Linked DNA regions of Rattus norvegicus: all the other regions are linked to region 2. Evidence: chromatin contacts called from public Hi-C data. All regions are on one chromosome and are shown on one strand. Each heading gives the region's core, a stretch centred on a gene start, on an enhancer-like site or on the middle of the called end of the contact. The rest is flanking DNA. Distances are from core to core; before and after follow the strand shown.

Evidence for each region. A called contact is a pair of places that touch in the nucleus more often than the background predicts.
Region 1: a Hi-C map of the A7r5 cell line shows a contact between it and region 2, with 5 times the contacts expected there. The contact joins two enhancer-like sites. A contact is called at or near these places in 11 of 12 Hi-C or Micro-C datasets (the A7r5 cell line, the Rat2 cell line, Schwann cells and 6 more) and 1 of 1 datasets of contacts at active chromatin or transcription factors (oligodendrocytes).
Region 3: a contact with region 2 is called in a Hi-C map of Schwann cells, with 6 times the contacts expected there. The contact joins two enhancer-like sites. A contact is called at or near these places in 5 of 12 Hi-C or Micro-C datasets (the A7r5 cell line, the Rat2 cell line, Schwann cells and 2 more).
Region 4: a Hi-C map of psoas muscle shows a contact between it and region 2, with 6 times the contacts expected there. The contact joins two enhancer-like sites. A contact is called at or near these places in 2 of 12 Hi-C or Micro-C datasets (mammary epithelial cells and psoas muscle).

Annotation. Positions count from the first base shown.
Region 1 is chr6:94,719,099-94,723,490 of GRCr8, forward strand. No RefSeq gene overlaps it. Among named protein-coding and RNA genes, the nearest start is that of Tmx1, 25 kb to the left of the region's middle. Within about 2 kb of position 3,038, at least 9 of the 93 cell types and tissues checked have an H3K27ac peak or open chromatin away from gene starts, as enhancers often do. A contact at or near this core is called in the A7r5 cell line and Schwann cells, where this site is marked.
Region 2 is chr6:95,162,420-95,166,926 of GRCr8, forward strand. No RefSeq gene overlaps it. Among named protein-coding and RNA genes, the nearest start is that of Trnaa-agc24, 12 kb to the right of the region's middle. Within about 2 kb of position 1,277, at least 16 of the 93 cell types and tissues checked have an H3K27ac peak or open chromatin away from gene starts, as enhancers often do. A contact at or near this core is called in the A7r5 cell line and Schwann cells, where this site is marked.
Region 3 is chr6:94,869,543-94,873,974 of GRCr8, forward strand. No RefSeq gene overlaps it. Among named protein-coding and RNA genes, the nearest start is that of Tmx1, 180 kb to the left of the region's middle. Within about 2 kb of position 2,254, at least 48 of the 93 cell types and tissues checked have an H3K27ac peak or open chromatin away from gene starts, as enhancers often do. A contact at or near this core is called in the A7r5 cell line and Schwann cells, where this site is marked.
Region 4 is chr6:94,834,557-94,838,631 of GRCr8, forward strand. No RefSeq gene overlaps it. Among named protein-coding and RNA genes, the nearest start is that of Tmx1, 140 kb to the left of the region's middle. Within about 2 kb of position 2,320, at least 8 of the 93 cell types and tissues checked have an H3K27ac peak or open chromatin away from gene starts, as enhancers often do.

The DNA of each region.
Region 1 (4,392 bases), core at 1,788-4,287, 440 kb before region 2:
CTTGCTGTGGGAAGATTGATATTAGGAAAATTTTAACTCACTTGGCAAGATGCGAGCCTTGTTTATTTGTGTAGAACATCAGAGCAGGGTTTTGAACTAAGATCTGGCTCTTAGTATAGCCTGAATCCCCATAATTTGTGTGGAGTTTTACATATGTATATTTTTGGTCATGCATTTTCTAGCACCCATCCTTTCTTGGTCCTAGGGTCCTGTGCTATACTTTTATGCCAGCTTGACATAAACTAGAATCATTATTGAGTCTTAATTGAGAAAATGGCTTTATCAGACCCTGCTGCAGGACATTTTCTTAGTAATTGGTGGAGGAAGAGGGCCCAGCTCATTGTGGGTGATGCCATCCCTGGGCTGGTGGTCCTGGGTTCTATAAGAAAACAAGCTGAGCAAGCCATGGGGAGCAAGCCAGTAAGCAGCACCCCTCCATGGCCTCTGCATCAACTCCTGACCCCAGGGTCCTCCTGTTTGAGTTCCTGTCCTGTCGCTCCTCCAGGGATGAACAGTGATATGGAAGTGTAAACAGATAAACCCTTTCCTCCCCAGTTTGCTTTTGGTCATGGTTTTAAATCATAGCAATAGCAACCCTAAGACAGGTGCTTCTGGCTGGGTTTATTGTCCAATGCACAAAGTAGGTACCTGGATCTTAGAGTTTGCTATTTAGGAGAATGTTTCAGAAACACTATTTTTCCTTAAAGAGGTCATCCCACTCTTTAAGAAACTGAAAACAGAGGGGTTGGAGTAGAGTGGTAGAGCACTTGGCCCTGGGTTTGGTCCTCAGCTCTGGAAAAAAAAAGGAAAATAAAAAGGAAACTGAAAACAGTAGATGGAAGTGATGTGCACTGGGATTCGATATGCTGAGGGAGCACGCTTAATGGGTCTGGGTATGTCATCCTCGGGTGTTTTAACTCTGGAGTCTGTTCCACTTTACGGTAAAATTCTCTGTCTCTCTGTCTCTCTGTCTCTGTCTCTGACTCTGTCTCTCTGTCTCACTGTCTGTCTCTCTGTTTTCTCTTAGTGTCTGTCTGTCTCTGTATGTGTGTATATATGTGTTTTTATGAATGTGTGTGTGTGTTAGTGTATGTGTGTGTATTATACTTAGGAAGTGTCATTCAGCATAGCGGGAGCCCTCTGGCTCAAGGACCCTCAAAACTTTGCCTGGTCCCTTGAAGACCACACTTACTGTGCTGTACTTTGTGGCTATCCCCAACTGCTATTTATGTATTCTTTTTCAAGGCAGCAAGGAACTTGGGCACCGACTAAGCGAACTTTGGCTCCACAGTTCCTGTTTCGTTTTTCTGCAGGGACCCTCACCGACAAGCAGACAGTGCTGGAAGGATAGGAAGCCCTGGGCACTTGGAGTTAGAGCTCAGTGCTAGAGTTTGCCCAGCACTTGGCCAACACCACAGGAGAGGAAGAAAAATGCTGCAATGAGAAGAAGCAAAGCTTCATGTGTAAACACAGAGCACCGTGGTTGTGTGCAGCAAGGCAGCTGGGCTGTTCAAATCAAGCAGCAGCAGTAAGGTTGAGTTTACGGCAAATGGAGATGACTTTTACTGTGAGCTTCTCTTGGGCTCCACTTAACAAACAAACACACACAGTCTCTACTATTTTACACAGGCAATCTCTCTGGGGAGAAAACGCAGCATAAATACTGTTTTCAAACTAGATTTAAATGTGTTTTTTCATCATTGTTGATACCCAGGGACAGGCTTCTTTAGGAGCACAAGAAAACTGGGAGCAGTGCTGAAGGTATCTGTCTGTGTGGCAAATAAATAAATAGATAGATGGATGAATGGATGGACAGACAGGCAGACAGACAGACAGACAGTAAAGTTCAACTTGATTAACTTCCTGAGTTTTCTCTCCATGACCATAAGCCCTCTTGGCCTGTGCTCTCAGTCCTTCATTGGAATCTGGAATAGTTTCATAATGGAGTAGAATTGTCAGATTCAGTCTGACAGAGTAATGGATATTTTGTGGATTTTGTGAATACTCCCACTGACTGGATTTTTTTTATTCGTATCTGTAACTTGGCTTTAAGGGATAGCTTGTATCACGTTCTTTTCTTGAGCCTCCATGATCCCTCTCCACAGTCGCTGAGACAACCGTGAGTGAGGAGTGAGCAAGCAGATCGTTTGGAAGAGATCCCATTAAGCTAGACTGAGAGACCAGAGGGGCCGAACGGGGCCGGGGGAAATCTGGGATCTACTGCTGAGCTGTTTTTGTGTGACTGACTGCTACCCAGTTATCGATGGGATAGTCTTTCAGATTTTCTCAGAACTGTTTGCCTGGGAAACAAAGCTGGAAAGATGTTGTCTTCTGCCTCCTGTTGGCTGGGCTTGGCCATTTCAGGCATTAATTACAAGAAGTGAGACCGATTTATAGGCAGTCTTTGTGGTGGGTAACAGATGTCCCACAAAGTGCAGCAAGGTTAATGAGAGTCGGATGAATTCTGAGCTCACAGTATGCCTCCGGTGACTACTAACTGCTTTAGAAGTTATATCTGTGAAGAAAGAAACCACAGGTTATCTTCCCCATCTTTTCAGATCTGGCAAAGTGACGAGTGGGCTAGGCTTTATTTTCTGATACTTTAAACAAGATAATTATTCTACTGACTGGAGATGGCTTTCAGCACTCTTCCGACATGATTTACATGTCACTGTCTGGAGGTTTCAATCAAGGAATAATAAAAAGGTATTTCACCTGATCATACCCTAAAGAAAGGAAGTACTAGGAAATGTTCAACCCCGAGGTTCCAGTTATCTTGATATGTGTAGGTTCACAAAATAGACTTATTAAAAAGAATACAAAGAGTCCCCTATGTGCTTAATCAACTTTCCCTCGCATTAGTTTGTATTCAACAAAAAGATAAGGAGGTTACCATTGACACCATACTATTAATCCACAATTAAATCTTATTGGGGTTTTTAACAGGTTTTCCAGTAAAGTACTAAGATTCTGCAAGGCACTTAGTTGGCACTCTAAACCGGCCAGTCTTTCTGTGTGATTCATGACATTAACGCATTTGAAAGTCACTCACTGTTGCTTCAGACTCTCCCTCTGCCAAGGTTAGTGAGTCATTTTCTCATGATTAGAATGAGATTGGACTTTTTTTTTTTTGCAAGTTTACCAAAGACGTCAGCTCGTGCCTTTTTCCTGGGTGCCATGTGTGGGAATACCTGCTTTAAGAATGTCTTAGCACAGGGTGATGCTTCGCTTGACCTCTTTGAGATGGTTGTATCAGACCTCTGTACTCCAGGGTGGCTGTGTTTCCCTATGTAACCAGTGGGTGCCTTAAATACTGTGTTTCCCAGAATATTTTGGCCCACATTTTTATCATCCATTGCTAGTTATTGTAACAGTTACTCAACAGATTTGCTTGATAGTGATCTATTATCTCTTCCTTGTGCACTAGTTAACATACTGATTTATTTGGGCTCACAGGCAAAATCTGCTGTACCCAGATTTTGGCCCTTGCCATTGGGAGTGACCCTGAGTTAGCTCCTATGTCCTTTGAACATTCCCTCTCTGGTATCATGTTCTAGGCCTGGAAGCAGTCCTTTTTCCAATGAGCTTCTGTTCTGTTTCTTTAGTTTTTTTTTTTTTTTTTTTTTTTTTTTTTTTTTTTTTTTTTTTCTTTTCGGAGCTGGGGACCAAACCCAGGGCCTTGTGCTTGCTAGGCAAGCGCTCTACCACTGAGCTAAATCCCCAACCCCCTTCTGTTCTGTTTCTTAGGGAATGTTTTTTGTTTGTTTTGGCTTGATCCTACATAACCCTGGCTATCTGAGAACTCACTGTGTGGACCAGACTAGCCTAGAACTGTGATCTGTCTGCTTTTGCCTCCCAAGTGCTGGGATTAAAAGTATGCTAACTACCATGCCCATCCTGAGGGCAGTATTTAGAACGTAAACCTTTAGAGTTGTGTTCATTGCTTCTAGGCTCTTGTGGTTGGGACCTAGAATGACCCCCATAGTCTTGTGTTTTGAATGCTTGCTTACCAGATAGTGGCACTATTTCCAGAGGTTTGGAAATGTTGAGGGGGGAGGGGGTTGGCTGGAGTAAGTAGACCCCTATATGTGGGTCCTGAGAGAATGTAGTCGCTGTTTCCTTTCTGTCCCTCTGTTTCTTGGCAACTGTGATGTGAGCTCTTGGTCTGCTCCCTCCACTGTGATATTCTCCCAAGCTCGTGGGGCCATTCTACAGTGAGACTGAGGTCTCAAAGACTGTGAGCTAAAACAAGCAGTGCTCCTCGGAGTTTCTCCTCGGAGTTTCTCCTCGGATGTTCTGCCCACACTGATACAAGAATCAGTAACACAGAGACGCTCACAGAAGACAGAGCTTGGCAATGCATGGTTGTACATCAAATACACACATTCACGA
Region 2 (4,507 bases), core at 27-2,526:
CCCAAGTCAATTGCTCCACCTGGCACTGGGGCTGGCTCGACCTCCAGTTTCAGCTTCAAGCCTCTTGGGGGCTAAGGACAAAAAGTAGTGAAACCTGAGACTCTCTATTCAGAGGGAGGGGCTGTGGACACAGAAGGTGGGGAGTTGAGGGAAGGGATCTCACCAGAAGTTTGTGAACTAGTCCATCTAGATCAAGAGCTGAGAAACCTAAAGGATTCTGAAGCTACATGGGAGCTTTTGTAAGAGCCAATCAGAACCTTGAGGAGAGCTGCCAAGGACTATGAAACCCATCCAACCTTCAACTCCTCTCAGACTCCTGCTGGTACCAGATGTACACACCCCAGCCACAGATCCAGGCAGCCCTCTCTCTTTCTCTTCTTCTGTCCCTAAGTTCGGATGCAATGGGAACTTTCTGCACCCAGGAGACTGGGATGAATGTTGAAAATCTGCCTTTTAAGCTGGGGACCTGCCCGCCACTGTCTATGATGAATTGGTGCTACAGGAACCACAGGTGCCCTCGGAGGGTGGGGGTATGGCTCTCAGGGAGGGGCGTGGCTCCCAGTTGGGGCGGGGCTATCTGTAGGGGCGTGGCTATCTGTAGGGGCGGGACTCTCCTATAGGTTATTGCCATTTTTCATTCCAGTCATCTCCAGAGAATGATGGTGTGAAAAGGAAGGGACAGAGGTCATCAGGGGAGGTGAAGTAGTGAATGTATTAGATGCTAAAAATTAACAGAGCTTTCTTTGTTCTTTAAATATTGCTGTAGGTTGTTCAAATAGGTTCAGAAGCCATTGCCCTCCTCCCCATTTGCAATAACATCCTAAGGACCTAGATTAGTGCAGGGCCTGGCATAGGAAGGCTACCAAATGCAATGGTGTGTCTTCAAATGTTCCAGGGACCCCGCATTCTGTGGTTTACAGGCCTGAGGGGATCATGATTCCTTCTTTGGTGTGGCGCCAGTCAGAGGCTCAGCTTGGAGACAGTCCTAAGCGCATGTTGCTCACCGCACTAACAGTTCAGGAGTGATGAACAAAACCAAAAGCAGAGATGGCAGGGCATATGGATTCCTGGTCCCACCCTGTGTTTCAGAACGCAAGCGAGGCGAGGTATTGGCTTTTAGAGCATCTCCCTCACTTCCTTGATTGGCATATGAGTGACTCGCAAGCATTATATGTGGGAAAGGGGAATGGCTTTCTGGAGCTGTAATCAGATTGCAGGCCGCTTCTCTTGGATCTGCTCACGTTGGTTACAAACAGAAAAGGAATCCCGCTGTCATGACTGGGTGAGTCTAGATGAACTGCCCCGTGGGGCAGGAAGGACTTCATTCGGAGCTGGGCTTTCCTGGGCCCTGCCTGTTCTGATTGTAGCCTGACCTCTGGTGGTCAAAGAGTAATGCACAAGAGCAGTTCCAGGGGACAATAAAAGATAGGCTTGGAAACTCACTCCCCCTGAGCCTCAAGACTGGGGCTAGCTAAGGAGGTTGTATCAGCCTTGGTCCCGTGTTCACTTTTAGCTGACCACCGAAGTACCTTCCTGTTTCATCCAAGAGAGCAGAAGGTGGGGGGCGGGGGGGGAGGGGAGGGACTAGAGGTTGGGTCTCTCCATGGTACATCTCATCAACTTTGTCTTTGTTTTTCTCCTCTGAGAGGGGAGGGTGGCCAGGGTTGACAAAGCTGCAACGGATGAAGTGTATGCTGGTGGCTTGCTATTCACATTGTGGCTTCTTTTCAGTTTTCCTCACAGGCGCTCGCCTGGCTGGACACCCCAAAGCACTTCCAAGAAGGGACAGAGCTGTCTCTCCTTCAGTGATGGCTCCTAATGTCCCACTGGGTCACCGTGTGGCTCACTTCCCATCCAGACCATGCTCGGTTTCCTAACCTGTGAGATGAAAAGGATCCTGTCGTTGAAAGAGGCTCGTAAGGACATCCTAAGCGACATACGTGGATCAGCGCTGTACCTCATGCCAAAGCACACGGAGCCTGTATATTCCTAGAGCTGGGCCTTGGAATCAATCGCAAGGAGTGACCATCCTTTAACCAAAGGTGACTCCTGGGCTGTGAAGGCAGAGAAGGTCAGCGTAGTGCCGGTGCATCGAGCTGTTTCCAGTCAGGGGTCTGGAGAGGTAGATGGTGACTGTGTGTGGTTCATTTAGCCAGTCACCTAAAACACAGCTGAAGGCCTCAGTAAGGCCAGCACTAGGCTGGATGCTCGAAAGACAAAGTAAAGAAAGACATGTGGATGACCCCACCCCCACCCCCACCCCCGGAGTCAACTTCGGTCCTAGACTCAAAAGCTGTCCTTGGACTTCTCTGGTGGGTTTAGCGCTTTAATTTCCTGCTGGATTGCCACTACTACCAGTCGCACTCAGACAGTAGAAATTACTCAACACATGAAGTACTTCTATGAGGAAGTCCTTTTGTTTGGTTGGCTGGTTTCGGTTTTTCGAGACCGGGTTTTTCCGTGTAGCCCTGGCTGTCCTGGAACTCGATCATAGACCAGACTGGCTTCAAACTCAAAGACCCACCTGTGTCTGCCTCCCGAGTACTGGGATTAAGGGCCCTGCACAGCTGAGAGGGGTGCTTTTATAATCCTCATTTTCCAAATGAGAAAGTCCCAAGGAAGATCAAGACTGCCCAAGACAACAGGAGTCCCAGTGAGCCTTCCTTCAGTGTTCACACTGTGGTCCACACTGACCTCTAGTGATCACTAGAGGTCACTAGAACTCTCGAAGTACTTCACCTCCAATCTTTGTGCCTCTGTTTTGTTGCTTCGAGTCCACTTTTCTCTCACTTTAAGGCTTACTTGTTTTTATTTTATGGGTATGTTTTGCTTGCCTGTGTGCGAATGAAACATATATCTTCAGTGCCCATGGAGGCCAAAAAAAACACGTCAGATCCCCTGGAGCTGAAGTGATAGACAATTGTGGACCACCATGTGGGAACTGAACCGGGGTCTTCCAAAAGAGTACCCAGTGCTCTTAGCCATTCCATCATCTCTCCAGTTCCTCCCCTCTCTCTTTAAAAGTTATCTCTACCCCTGCGCCCATCCTGACACTCTTTCCTCTACTCTGGGACGATGTTACATGCACACGAGCAGTCACAATTCACTCATTGCAACCCCGTCTCTTGTCTCTTCCTACCACTTAGGACCATGCCCCTTTCACCCTCATCTTAGCCCTTCAGTTCACATCCTGAACTCACTCCCTCCTCTCAGTCCATGACAAAAGGTTTCGTTTTTAAACCAAAACACAATGAAAACACAGGAACAGAAGAGATTCTTTGCCCTCTGTCCACCTGTCCACCCTACCTTTAGCATACAGTTCCAGAAGGTATCCATCCCAACTTTCTCTGCTTTCTCAACTCCATTTCTTGTTCCCCTGTGCCTCAGTCAGGGTTTCTATTCCTGCACAAACATCATGACCAAGAAGCAAGTTGGGGAGGAAAGGGTTTATTCAGCTTACATTTCCATGTTGCTGTTCATCACCAAAGGAAGTCAGGACTGGAACTCAAGCAGGTCAGGAAGCAGGAGCTGATGCAGAGGCCATGAAGGGATGTTACTTACTGGCTTGCTTCCCCTGGCTTGCTCAGCTTGCCCTCTTATAGAACCCAGGACCACCAGCCCAGAGATGGCACCACCCACAATGGGCTGGGTCCTCCCTTCTTGATCACTAATAGAGAAAATACCTTACAGCTGGATCTCATAGAGGCATTTCCTCAAGGGAGGCTCCTTTCTCTGTGATAACTCCAGCTGTGTCAAGTTGACACACAGAACCAGCCAGTGTACCCTGCTACCCCTGCCTCTGCAGCCTCCTTGTACCAAACTCCTGAGGAAGTTGCCAGTCTGCAGGTGATGGAACTCTCGGCCTGTTGGTAAATGCTTCCTCTTCAGGGCACTCTCATCACCCCTTGCTATGACAACATGACCTTCTATGCTCTTTCTATCTCAAAGGTCACCCCCCTCTGTCTCCTTTCTGGCTTCTCTGGTCCCTTTTGACCTGCTTTTGTTCCCACACTTCCCTCTGTGACCCACTGACCCACTGGTTTTATCTCTTTACTTTCATCTCTTCCTGGTTTAAACTGCACGTATTCAGTGCTGTCCCCCAGAACAAAGGGATCCTAGCCATCCCACCGCAGTCCCCAGCCTTGGATACCTGCTAGTCACCTCTACCTCAGTGTATTTAGAACACCTCAGATCATTATCACAACATTCACTTTTTTTTTTTTATTTATTAAACTAACTCCTTCGGGAGTCTCCCTATCAGCTGGTGAGGTCATTGCTGCCCCTCCCCTATCCCCCTTAAGCCAGAGATTTGGAAATAACCTTTTTTTTTTTCAGTGCTGGGAACTGAGGACAGAGCCACATGCCCTCTGGGCAACTGTTCTCCCTCTGAACTTTGTCCCTTACCGGGAAGTCATCCTTGATACGTGACGGTCGGTCATTTAGTAGACCCTCTTGTGTGGGTCTCCCAGATGTTTCTAGGTACATATTTTACCAACATCGTGGTTCT
Region 3 (4,432 bases), core at 1,004-3,503, 290 kb before region 2:
GATCTGTCTTGGGCCTATGTAACCTGTGGTCATGTCCTCACCTGTGGAGAAGGGATTTGGGGCCTTGTCCTCTGTGACTGATCTGTCTTGGGCCTATGTAACCTGTGGTCACGTCCTCACCTGTGGAGAAGGGGCTTGGGACATTGCTCTATGTGACTTAGTCTGTCTCAAAACCTCTCTACAGGGGTTTGTGGCGGGCACAGCTATGTGACACCCTGATATTCTGGGAGAGTGGGAGTACACCTGCCATCCCTTTTAGAGTCTCCCGGGGATTCAACCTGTCTTGACCAGAAGGGTGTCTTTCACCCCCTGCTGTCCCACAGCCAACAATACCACACCACTGTGTGATCACAACTGACACTACACAGAGAAAAATCACCTTGCTCAAATTCCTGTCCCTCAAAATCATGAGGTCCACAAACAGCAGTGTTAGCTGGTAGGTGCTGTGGTCCCGAGTAAACATTTTCATGTGGTGAAAACATCTCAGGTGTGCAGAGGACACCACTCGGCCTCCCATTTCCCATTCTGTAGTGTTACGGGTTTTGTTTGTCCGCTTGCCTTGCTTTTCAAGATTTCTCTGTAGCAGCCTGAACTGTCCTGGAACTCGCTCTGTAGGCCATGTGCAAAGAGATCCACCTGCCTCTGCCCCCCATGCACTGGTCTCAAAGGCATACGATGCACCACCTCCACACGGCTGTTTTGTGGATTTTCAATGAGATCCAGCTTTGGGTGGCTTTGCCTTTAGGCCTGGATCTGACCGCAATGCCTTTATGACCTTGAGCAAGCACGACCTCTTTCTAGTCTTATTTTTGACACTTTCAAAATGGGACTATTATATTAAACCTTCGAGTTTCTTTGCACCCGTGGAACTTTGTGATGGTGAGCATGTATGATTAATAGTAAGTACTAATGGGGAAGGATATTTTCAAAGGAAACGCAGAACACACCAATCTCCTCTTGATTATCACTGCCTTGGGCCAGACTCTGACTCAACACTCAGGAGTCTATAGCTTTGCGTAACATTCTCAGGCACCCTACTTCCTGGGTGGATACACACACTGTGAATGCACATAGCTCAAGAGTAAGGGGAGGGAGGGAGGGAGGGATGGAGGGAGGGAGGGAAGAAAGAGGGAAAGAAAGAGAGGGGAAGGGGGAGGGGGAGAGGCCCCATCCATTTACTTTCTAAAAGTCTTGCTTGCATGAGGACAGGGCAAAGGCTGTTCAGGGTCATGGGCTCTTCTGGAGGACTGAGTAATGAAATTCATCATGTGTAAGTTTGGATTTGCAGCTCAGTAACAAATCCATCTGTGAGATGTTCAGAATTTACCCGCTTGGCCTTCGTGACATGCCAAAGGCAGAAAGAAAGCGTTCTTTGTGTGGAAGGCTGAGATCTGCACTGTCCCAGGACTGTAAATATAGCTGCTCACTTCCTGAAGCTCCAGTTAGTCCCTGGTGACCTTTCCCAAAGTATTCTTTTTCTGGTTTCCATTAATAGCTCGGGCCCTAAGTCACTGCTGTTGACAGTGTACATGGCGGTGCCTTGAAAGCTGGACCACTGCAGCTTGGTATGACTTGGAATTGTTTGTTCAAGCCTTTTGCTTTAAAATCAAGACATACCCTTGTGCAGAAGTTCACAGGGTCCTAGCAGTTCAAAGTCAAAGGCAGGCTCCTAACGTGCCCCGGGACATCATCAAAAGGACAGTCCTCAGTTCTCTCCCCCCATAAATCAAACCCAAAGAATTACCCAGGAAGAGCATTTCTCCAATCTTCCCCTTAAATACAAGAAGCAGCAACACAAAATGTGCCCTTCATAGTGTTTCCTACCCTTGGGTGGCAGCTGCTAGAACGCAGCCCTGCCTTCTGTGTTCAAGGAACCTTTTATTCCCAGCTGCTCGAGCCAAGCCACAAGGCTTGAAGGAATGCTCGGGATTTTGTGACTGAGGGCACAAAGAATCCATGGTGTGGCTCTGAAGTAGGGGCTGCTCTAGAGCAAAGAGCTGAGAGAACCATGTATTGGGCTTGTATTCCTATGTGCACACCCGTGTGTGTGTGTGTGTGTGTGTGTGTGTGTGTGTGTGTGTGTTCAGGAGGGTATGTATATACATGCTGGCTCTGGTCTCTTTTAAAAGTATTCTTTGAAATGGCTTTTTTTTTTTTGACAATCGATGTTATTGTTTTCAACATCTAATCCAGAAGTGTGTCAGAATGCCTCACTGGGCACTGAGCCATCATACCTGTGGTTAGCCAAGTTCAGTGAGAAAATTTTAGAATTAGAGAAGGGCCCTGAGCTTTTCTTATTAATGGTTAAGCCATTGTCCCTGATAAGAGATTTTTTAAAGTTTGCAAATAGGAAACAGGACACTCTGTCTGGGACTCTTTCCAAAGAGGACTCCTTATTTCCCTCAGTGTTGAGCAACTTGGGTGCCAGAGGCACTAACAGAAGTTGTTTTTCTGCAAAATATTCTTCAATTTATCCTTTCTACAAAAGGAAAAGTTTCCTATAATATCACCTGGCATAGAATGGGGTAGGTTTAAAAGACTTTTGTTTCCCCTGAAGTCAGAGACACCACCACATACCTGGAAGTTCTTTTGATGTGGTCTTTTATTGTGCTTACATACATGGTGCCTCTTTCAAACCTACATTTCCAGGAAAAGTGAATGTGAGTTTATGGCTCATGATCCATAGCCAAAACATCATGGGTTTAGGTGAAATACAGCTGGTGATGTATAGGATGGACACAGACACAGACACAGACACAGACACAGACACAGACAGACACAGACACAGACACAGACACAGACACAGGTACAGACACAGACACAGACACAGACACAGACACAGACAGACACAGACACAGACACAGACACAGACACAGACAGACACAGACACAGACACAGACACAGACAGACACAGACACAGACACAGACACAGACACAGACACAGACACAGGTACAGACACAGACACAGACACAGACACAGACACAGACACAGACACAGACACAGGTACAGACACAGACACAGACACAGGTACAGACACAGACACAGACACAGGTACAGACACAGACACAGGTACAGACACAGACACAGACAAAGACACAGACACAGACACAGACACAGACACACACACAGACACAGACACAGACACAGGTACAGACACAGACACAGACACAGACACAGGTACAGACACAGACACAGACAGACACAGACACAGACACAGACACAGACACAGACACAGACACAGACACAGACACAGACACAGACACAGACACAGGTACAGACACAGACACAGACACAGACACAGGTACAGACACAGACACAGACACAGACACAGGTACAGACACAGACACAGACACAGGTACAGACACAGACACAGACACAGACACAGACACAGGTACAGACACAGACACAGACACAGGTACAGACACAGACACAGACACAGACACAGACACAGACACAGACACAGACAGACACAGACACAGACACAGACACAGACAGACACAGACACAGACACAGACACAGACACAGGTACAGACACAGACACAGACACAGACACAGACACAGACACAGGTACAGACACAGACACAGACACAGACACAGACAGACACAGACACAGACACAGACACAGACACAGACACAGGTACAGACACAGACACAGGTACAGACACAGACACAGACACAGACACAGGTACAGACACAGACACAGACACAGACACAGACACAGACACAGACACAGACACAGGTACAGACACAGACACAGACACAGACACAGACACAGACACAGACAGACACAGACACAGGTACAGACACAGACACAGACACAGACACAGACACAGACACAGACACAGACACAGACACAGGTACAGACACAGACACAGACACAGACACAGACACAGGTACAGACACAGACACAGACACAGACACAGACAGACACAGACACAGACACAGACACAGACAGACACAGACACAGACACAGACACAGACACAGGTACAGACACAGACACAGACACAGGTACAGACACAGACACAGACACAGGTACAGACACAGGTACAGACACAGACACAGACACAGACACAGACACAGACACAGACAGACACAGACACAGACACAGACACAGGTACAGACACAGACACAGACACAGACACAGACACAGACACAGACACAGACACAGGTACAGACACAGACACAGACACAGACACAGACACAGACACAGGTACAGACACAGACACAGACACAGACACAGACAGACACAGACACAGACACAGACACAGACAGACACAGACACAGACACAGACACAGACACAGGTACAGACACAGACACAGACACAGACACAGACACAGACACAGGTACAGACACAGACACAGACACAGACACAGACACAGACACAGACACAGGTACAGACACAGACACAGACACAGACACAGACACAGAC
Region 4 (4,075 bases), core at 1,070-3,569, 330 kb before region 2:
TTTTTAACCACAGAGAACAAAACAGGGAACCTGTGGTACCACGGGGTCCTGAGTCTGGCAATCTTAGAAATGGAGCCACTTTGATGGGCTGTTGTGAAGGACTCTCAGTAGGAAAGACAGAGTTCTGCTGCTGCTGTTCTAGCCCCTCCTAAAAGGGCAATCCCAAGCCAACCACTTGTTCCTCCAGTTAGCATTTCATTCTTTATAATGTCAAGGTTGGGGTAGAATCCCAGTTGCTTGAAGAATAAATTATAAGAGAGGTATCAAATAATAGTGGTTCAGGAAAGGGCTGAGGTAGCCTCCCCTCATACCATCTGGTAGGAAGTCTCTCCCTGCCCTAACAATTTATGGTGTTGTGATGGTTAGAAGAGGCTGGCTATTCAGATACTTAGAATAGAAATGGATTGTGTCCTTATAAAGTTAATGGTCTTTAGCCCCACCCCCACCCTCGCCACGTACAACATACACAACTGCGTGCCTCTTCGCAAACATCTCACAGTTATTTAAAAACCACACTAAGACTGGTAGGACCTTAGGCACAGTTATAATGAAAAAGCATCTCTCATAAGATAGACCTGGAAACATTTGGTGCTGGAAAGAATTTGAGAGAGTATCATTTCTTTAGGGTACCAACAAAGAGACAGAAGTCCAGAGTGGCCAGATCACATGCTTACTGTTACAAAGTCTACTAAAGTCTATAAAATCATAGCTTAGCTCGGTGAGGTTTAACCCGGGCTATTAACCAGAGAAGGGAAAGCACTTACTAATGGCTGAAGAGTGGGTTTCAGACATTCGTGTAGGCCAGTACCCCCTGAGGTGCCTCAGAGTCCTGAACCGCTATTCCACAGTTAACCCAGGAGCCTTGGATGGAGGTTCAAGGGTCAGCATTGTAAGAGGTCATTCCGAGAGATTCCCCAAAGGCAACTTGCAAGAAAAATGCTAAGTTCAGTTGTCATGTCCTATTGTGTCCTCAGGGAGGTCTGAGTGTTGACTCAGTTAAGTTCAATTCAGGTCACTACTGTGGCCCCAGACATGGTTACAGGATGATGTGTCTTTTCTTTGAAAGGGGAAGAGACTATCACTAGGATATAAGAACTCATAGCATTGGTCAGTCCTCTTACCCAACCTTGACAAGGCCTCAGGCATGATCTCAGAAGGCCTGGGACCTCCTGTCTGGCCTTTTTAAGCCTCAAATAGGCTCTCATACCTCAAGCCTCTCCCTTGACTGTTTTGGAAAATGGCTTGGGAGAATGAAGTTTCCCAGTTATTAATAATCGCTTTAGTAGTACTGAGGTGTATGATATTTTACTGGTACCCACTATTGATCATATACTTTAGCAAGTTGTATTTTAATTTTTCTTTCCATTTCAACTTATCTGGTCTTCCTAAAACTTGCAATCTATTTATAGGGGAATTAAAATCTCCATGTTATTTCATTGGTGTACACGTTGCTTTACTAAATTCTGTAATTACAGTAAAAACTGCACAGTACAATCAGGTTTGGGAACAAACACAGCCAATTCTTGGTGAGCGTGAAGCTTAGCTCGTGGGAGTGTGTGGTTCACACCGAGAACCTGGACGCTGAGTACCCTTCACGGTGCTGTTAGACAAGTGCTTATAAAGATGCAGAGTCAGTTAATCAGAAGGCCGTTGACACATCCAGGGGGCTACCTAAGCTCTAAAGAGCTTCCTATACGGTAACAATTTATACCAATTTCCCACGTTGGACATCTGAGCCCCCCACCTCTATGTCAGTGTTAACGTAACGTAGTATTCAATACCCATGCAGGTAAATACCCACTGGGCACCGTCATAATTATTCCCAGACTTGGAATGACAAGCTAAAATTATATACATTTTAAAACACCTTCATACACATTTTCAAATTGCTCTTCAGAAAGATTTCCCTGAAGTTGATATTTTCAAACACAATTTAAAGTAACAAGAGGGCTTTGACTAGGCAATCTAATTAAACAACCAGCTCCATTTTCCTGCATGTGGTAAGAATTTAAGTGCCCCCCCCATAAACAGTGATTTTACTCCCTTTTAGGCATGGTTGGAAAACACCTCCCTTTTTGTTTTCTTCAACAATAGCAACGGTTCCCACGGACAGAATTTATTTTTCATCCAGTAATTCAATCCATTTGGTTTTAGGATGTGGCTAGGAAAAATGAGCCAAAAATGCAAGATTAAGGCAGCTTGACTCTTATGCCGTGTTCGTAGTCCAACTTTGGGTTTGACCTGTACAGTTGCCATGGTTTGTGAGGTTGTGTTGTAGCAACAAGATCCTCGAGCTTCAGTGTGTGAAATGTGAGGTCCCTCAGTGAGGAACATTCTGAACTCTGGGAGGGAAAGGCTCGGATCAGGTGGTGTCTTGGACCAGCTCTCTGGAATGCCCATTCTACCCCAAGTTCCAGCCAAGAGCAAAACAGTCATCAATTCTCCAAAGAGTTTTTTCCATCATTTGGAACTTCCCAGGGTGGGAGTCCAATGTGCTAAGGTTGACAGGGTGTCAATGAGGCACACTCGGCCATGGAGCTTAAAGTAATGTGAACCACGGTGTAGCCATGTGACTGGGTCCCTCCGCCTTCTTCCCACACATTTGGGGTGAGGAGGGTGTGCCAAGGAGCTGGTTTATGCCATTTGGCACCTGTTGGGGACTTGATGTGGCTATGGGGAGAAAGGCATTGGAGAGAGTGCAGAAAATGCTTCTCTCAGGCCACACATCTGGACAGCTGGACCAAGACACCAGACTGGGACAAAATGAAGGAGTCAGAGTCACTAAGAAAGTTCCTAGGCCATAAAGTGAGGTCTGGGTGGGTAAACTCAGCCAAGATGGTACAGTATGACTTTGGAGGGCATCTTCTAAAATCTTGGCAAATGTCTGTGTGGTTAAGTCCTGCTCACTTAAAACACTGGGGGGAAATGGGATGTTATGATTTGAAAGGGGTAGCTCTTAATGTCAGCAGGGTGTACTGACATCATACTTTTGTTTTCTAAAAATGTCCAAACCTTACAGAAGAGCAGGTGGTGGTCATAAAAGCGCTGGCCAGGCAACCTTTCTTCCTACCCATGGAGAGAGGACAGGAAAGACTCTGGAGCCTTTCCCATGTCTCTCCTGAATGTGTACACAGAAGAAATTCATTTGGGAGTTTGGGGTGGGGGGGAGTTCATGATAAGTGAAAACATTTTCAAAGTCAAAGTAACATAATAAATAAAACACATGGAAGGGAAACGAAGGCTCAGAGGCCTGGTTGAGGGAGTTATTTTTCATATGTATCAGGTCCCAGGGTCTTCCTTCTCAGAGAACACTGCTGCCCTGATTTCAGTGTCAATCACAATCTACTCCTCCTTTAGTGTGCTGGATTCATTTTTAGCACTTATTCCTTTTCCCCTTTGAGGCAGAGCCTTGCTATTTAGCCACAGTCGTGACATCTTCCTGCCTTACCTGTCTGAGTCCTAGGATTCTGACTGTGCCCACTTGGTTCACAGGTACTTAATTTTTAGAATGATTTATTCTTTTATTATTAATTAATTTCTTTATTTACTTCACAGTTGATGTTTGCTTCCCTTCCCTCTCCTCCCAGTCATTCCCTTTCCTCCCCTCCCCTTGGCCCCCTCACTCCCTCCTCAGAAAAGAGACCTCCCATGGATATCCACCTGCCGTGGCATACTACGTTGCAGTAGGATTGGGTGCATCTTCTTCTTTTGAGACTCTTTAGGTGTTGAGTCTGCATGTATGTAGACCATGTGCATGCAGTACCTGTGCAGACCTGCAGGGGGCATTGAATACCCTGGAACTGGAGTCACAGACAGTTGTGAGCCACCATGTGAGCGCTGGGAACTGAACCCAGGTCTCTGTAAGAGTAAGTTCTCTTAACTGCTAGGCCATCAATTGTTCCAGTCCAAGAAGCACTACATTTTAATGGAGCTGGTGTTTACTATACTTTCTTTGTGGTTTTGGCTTTTACTTCTTACTCGAAAGTGATTTTCTAACAGTTATAAAGATATTATCCCTTATTTATTTATTTATTTATTTATTTATTTATTTATTAAAATTTCACTGTTAGTTTTC